2 separate regions of the Mus musculus genome follow, and region 2 is linked to region 1. Evidence: chromatin contacts called from public promoter capture Hi-C data. All regions are on one chromosome and are shown on one strand. The core of a region is the stretch at or near the end of the contact, and the rest is flanking DNA. Distances in the headings are between cores, read along the strand shown. Region 1 has its middle 24 kb from the start of Itgav. Region 2 overlaps Itgav (integrin alpha V).

Region 1 (2,700 bases), core at 76-2,575:
ACTGCACTGCACTTACTACACTGGCTCCCAACTTACTGACTCAACTCGACTGACTGAGCAGAATTGACTGCACAACTGAGCTGACTTCAAACTCCCCTCTCTTCCTGCACTGCTCTGTTGTTGTGAGAGTTGGGCATATTCTGTCTCTGATTCATTTTGTCAAATGTTTTTTTGATTCATCACTTTGTCTGCCCCTCAATTAGGTGTCACTTTCAAACATGACTACTTCCTTCTACCAACTAACCTTACCTACATTGTTTGGGATTAAAGGTCAGTACTAAGACCAAGTCTATTTTCCAGCCAGAGTAACCCTATTGCTGGATTAAAATTTTCTACAGTGCTCCACTGAGGGGTTATACCATCCTTCCAGTCAGCCTAGTGTTGTTCAGAACACGACTCTATTGAGCATGAGTTACAATGACTTCACACTTGCCAAGAATAATTCCTGTTTTCAAGCCAGTGGACCCTCAAGTGCTTCTGACTGTGTCAAATCTCTGTGGAAACAGAGTCATTACGTGACTGAATCATGGGAAAGATCACCTATTACTATTGGTATCAGTGTAACAGACAAAAATATTTAACAATGACCACTGACATTTATCCAGAATTATAGGCTAAATGTCTGGCCCACACAGAACCTCTAAGATTATTCATCCTGAAGTGTGGGACAATTACTAGTCCCCCTTTTAATGAATGCTAGGAGTATGTTTTCTCAAGATTCCCACTGTTTATTATTTTAAAAAACCAGCATGTTAACAGTGCCTCAAACAAGATTTAAAATTGTAGTAAACTTGCTGAACGTCTCCTTACTGTGCTTTAGACAACAATCACAATTTTGGTTTGGTAATTCCCTCCCCCCACTCTTAATCTATGTGGCTCCTGTGCAGTTAATTTTACTCAGAACCTCTAGAGAGAGTCACATAAGCCACACATAGGCAAAGAGAACATCATTTTACATAGCCCATTCTTAGGTCCTGAAGAAGCTGGTCTTGCTAATGACAGTCTCAGACTGTTGGAGTCGGCAGGGTAGCAAGCAGCATCTGTCTTGCTGAACTCTTCCTAGCACTCATGCTACCAAGAAGAGCCTATCACATTGCACATGGAACCTGACACGGAGATCAGCATTGAATAAAAAAAAACGGATGCTAATAGCTGAGCACACCTGGATGTTTTAATTACCTAAACCAATGAATTTCCCTTCGTACACTTGTTCTTGTTTGACAATGTCATTGTTTGATTTTGTTTCCTTTTTGCCTACACAACTGTGCATGTCTCATACGTCATCTTGAGCAAACACTAGCTGATTCAAGAGTTAGACATGAAGGAAATCCCCTTTCTCTTCAGTCCCTTGAGCAAATGCCGTTCTGTTCTTTAGAACCTCATGACTCAGGTGACTGCAGCCAGGTCATTGCTTCCTCTGTAAGGGAATTTCTCAACTCAGACTTGAAGGCTACCTGGAAGGGGCCCAGGAGACAGTGCAGCTGGGGCTCCATCACTCACTCGCCATCCCATAGCCCCACTACTTACTGGTTGTGGGGCCTTAAAAGCTGCTCCCTGATTCCATTTCCCCTCTGCTCTGGATGACTCCCACTACCATGGCTCTCAACAGCTCTGTGGGGTGGTCATCACCAAGGGAGGGCCTTGTCTCCCCCATGAAAACAAAGATGTCATTTCCTGTTCATTGTCTGCTCTTATATCATGATGTACATAGACTTCTGCCTCCTAAAAGAATGCAAGCAGTTCTGTTGCCATGGACACTAGCAGGATGCCCTCTAACCCAGTTCAGTTCTTATAGCTCCAGGCTTAGAACTCTGACCCATATTGGACACCATTTGCAAGTGTCCAGGTGGTTTTACAAGCGCATCTGAAGAGTTGGCTATTAATCTGAGCTTTCACTTCCCCCTCACCCAGTGTGATTATTTTACTAAAGTGGCTCACAGACCTCAGGGAAACGTATTTCCTAGTTTACTATGAGGGATATTATGAAGGGTAAAGATGAAGAGACGCCTGAGTAAAGCCCATAGGAGCTTCTATGCCTTCTTTGGGGCCTCCGTTTGTTCAGGTTTCTGGAAGTTTTTTTGAGCCCTTTTTGGGAACTTGATTTAAGCTTTACTAGATAGCTATAATTGATTTAATCATTGGCCATTGGAATTGACCTTAGGAATCCCTAGGGAGTCTGTGTGTGTGTGTGTGTGTGTGTGTGTGTGTGTGTGTGTGTGAAACCCCCCCCCACACTTTTGGTGTTTCCAGAAACCAGTCCCTCCCCGCTCTCTTTGACACATTCTCTCCCCCTACCCCGTGTGTGGGTTTGTATAAGTCTAAACTCTTTCTAGTAACCGGTCCCCCTACCCCCACTCTCATCTTTCTGTCTTTCTGTCTCTATCTCTCTGCTCCCCACCCCCATATGTGTGTGTTAGTGTGTGTGTGTGTGTGTGTGTGTGTGTGTGTGTGTGTGTGTCTCAACCCTTTATATTTTGGTCCTTCCAGGACCCAGATCCTCCCCTCTTTGAGTTTCTCTCCTCCTCTCCCTCCTCCTCTTCCTCGATCCTCGTGTGTGTGTGTGTGTGTGTGTGTGTGTGTGTGTGTGTGTGTCTGTCTGTGTGTGTAGGTATGCATGGTGTTTTGGAACAACCCCAGGCCTCAGACACCCTCGGCAGGTGCTATAACACTGAGCAGCACCCATCCTCAACCCTTGGCCTA
Region 2 (2,700 bases), core at 28-2,527, 87 kb after region 1:
TATATAGACACTTCTAAAATGGAAAGGTATTTGGAATCAGTTTTGTTTGTTTTTGGAGGCAGTGTTACCTGTTGTCTAGGTTGGCCTTGAACCATGCTTTGTAGCTGAAAATGACCTTGGATTCATAATCCTCCTGCCTCCACATCCTAAGTCCCCTTTAAAACAAAACAAAACAAAAACAACAAAACTTTACAGATAGGAACATAAGGCCTAGATGATTTTTATGCAATATTATAATTTAGGAATGAGCCATTTCTGATACTTTATTAATCTCTGTTCTTCAAATGAAAAGTAAAACTGAAAATTTTCTAATGTTCTATGAAGCTTGACATATGTCAAGTTACCAAATCAATAAGTTTGCCAAGGTGAATTCATTCTAGGCTGGACTAACATTGAGAATTTAGAAGGAGGACTTTCTGCATGAATAAAGAAGGGGGAAAGAAGCAAGACCATTTTGTGTAGCTGCGGAAAAGGAAAGCCTGTGATCTGATGAACCACTGAGGATTTATTTTAGAGGCAGTCATGACTGTGAACAGATCCGAGGTTAAATTTAATTCAGGTCTGTTTGTTAACTAGTCCAGGGGTGATGCGTGGCAGCTCCTTCCTTGCTGATGATCCTTTAGTTGTTATGCAGGTTTTGGAAAATAAATAAGAACTGGTGAATTTTGTGACTATTTAAGTAGAATCATCACTGCAACAAAATCTTGTAATAACAAAAACAAACTGGGAAACCACAAGTAATCTTTGACAGAAGAATGGATAAGCTGCTATAACATATTACCTAGCAGTGATGTATGTCCTAGCTGTATATATGGAACAGCATAGATGAGGCTTAAACTGTTAAATGGGAAGAAAATCAGAGGTTATATATGAGCTCATTCCCAGTTATCCAAAGGAGAAACAAAAAACAAGTGAGGGACGCACTGTTCGGTGACACAATCTCTATAAAAAGTGGCGCCGGCAAGATGTAAATACCGGCCACCAGGAAAGAGTGACCACAAGAGATTTCTAGACAAGTTTGAAAACAGTGGTGTCAGCAGAGCAGGCAGGGATGGGCGAACTGAAATTCAGCAGCCCTTACACTGTGAAGGAAAGCAAAGGTTGAAAGGTTGGGCAGCTTAAAGCCACATTAATATTGGTCTGATTACTGTGTTGGGTATCTGCCTGAGTGTTCCTTTTACCGTGTTGGCATAAAATCACAGTCTCACTTTAAGGAAGGCAAGAGAAGAATTTATTCAAGGAATGTGAGTGACTCTGGCTGGAGGCCTCGTCCTCTGAAGCACAGACTCTGGGCTGTGTTGTGTATGTTTTTACGGACACAGGACAAAGGGAGGCTGGTGCGCTATTGAGTAGGTGAGCTACAAAAGACAGCGGAATCTCTGCTGTAAGGTTCACATGTCATCCTTAACATCTTCTTCAGAATTCAGATCTTTATCCCATTCCTTGGTTGCTGGAGGGGAGAGAGCCACCAGGTTTTCTGATGGATTCCAATAGTTTTAGCTAGCAATGGCAAAATAAGTCAGATGCAGAGATTTATAGCTAAGAGTTATTAGAAAGGACTCATATTGTTCTATAACAACTCTGGCTCATTATCTGAAGTATTACACCTCTGCATAATTGGCAGAGCTCAGCTCTTAGCAGACTGTTAAGTACGTGTGGTTTTTTCAGAGAACTTGGGTTCACAGCTAATGCACTTCATAGCTTCTTGGTTGTGTTTTGAGTCAAGCGTTACATTATAAAACTAACCCTGATGCACAGTTCTTACTGAACAGCCATGTGAGTTTTACGTTATGCTTGCCACAGTTAACACAGTTTTTCAGATGTTGTAACCGAACATTCTGTGATGAATTCAGCTGCTTTTGTGGTTCCCCACCATTGTGGATTTCTCCAAACTGTTTAGGTTGATGTCACCTTTAACCTGAAGCTCTTTTGTTTCAGGATGAATCTGAATTTAGAGACAAGCTCACTCCCATCACCATTTTCATGGAGTATCGGTTGGACCAGAGAACGGCTGCTGATGCCACAGGCTTGCAGCCCATCCTGAACCAGTTCACTCCGGCCAACGTCAGTCGGCAGGTAATGCATGCCAAAGTTATTTCTTATATCATCCTTTGATCTTTTGATAAGGCTTGTGTTCTTAAGGGATTGTTTTTACAGTGTTGGTAGATAATTAAGAAATCAGAGGGGGAATAATCAGAATATTTATGTCTGAGATCTTTAAACCTATTCATTAGTTACATGCATTGAAAGACTGGGCTACATTTTGTATACAGATAATAGTAAAATTATTTAACGGAAATAACAAAAGGCCTGTTTATTTACATGCAGTTTTTAGTACTTACATCTTGGGTGTACATTTTGTGGTATGTGTGTGTATAAATATAAACATATTTATACATATATATGCATGTATGTATATATATATACATATATATGTGTGTATGTATATGTAATGCATATGCAGTTTTATGTATATGTCTTATATAAGTAATTGCTAAGTCCAGCCTGGCTTGGTCTTGGAAACCTGACTGGGGGCGATGGAGGACTGAAGGACAAACAAACACACATGTACTGAAAAGCTGGGGTCAGATGGGTTATGTGCACTCCGATGGAGGAGTACCAACCATCACACAGCATCTGGGGGCCTCAGTGTGTTTGCTATGTACAACCCAGGGGGAAGGGTTAGCTAGTCTTGTAGGC

Evidence for each region. Promoter capture Hi-C pulls out the DNA fragments that hold promoters and counts their contacts.
Region 2: a contact with region 1 is called in a promoter capture Hi-C map of trophoblast stem cells, with 4 times the contacts expected there. The contact joins two enhancer-like sites. A contact is called at or near these places in 8 of 39 promoter capture datasets (3T3-L1-derived adipocytes, HPC-7-derived erythroid cells, hematopoietic stem and progenitor cells and 5 more), 4 of 15 datasets of contacts at CTCF or cohesin (the G1E-ER4 cell line, the NIH/3T3 cell line, large pre-B cells and 1 more), 53 of 484 Hi-C or Micro-C datasets (B cells, the C10 cell line, CD4 T cells and 28 more) and 9 of 115 datasets of contacts at active chromatin or transcription factors (acute myeloid leukemia, bone marrow-derived dendritic cells, embryonic stem cells and 3 more).

What each region holds. Positions count from the first base shown.
Region 1 is chr2:83,699,501-83,702,200 of GRCm38.p6, forward strand. No RefSeq gene overlaps it. Among named protein-coding and RNA genes, the nearest start is that of Itgav, 24 kb to the right of the region's middle. Within about 2 kb of position 1,326, at least 58 of the 459 cell types and tissues checked have an H3K27ac peak or open chromatin away from gene starts, as enhancers often do. A contact at or near this core is called in trophoblast stem cells, where this site is marked.
Region 2 is chr2:83,786,979-83,789,678 of GRCm38.p6, forward strand. It overlaps Itgav (integrin alpha V), which reads left to right. Exons shown (of 30, transcript NM_008402.3): 18 at 1,939-2,076. Among named protein-coding and RNA genes, the nearest start is that of Fam171b, 24 kb to the right of the region's middle. Within about 2 kb of position 1,278, at least 3 of the 459 cell types and tissues checked have an H3K27ac peak or open chromatin away from gene starts, as enhancers often do. A contact at or near this core is called in trophoblast stem cells, where this site is marked.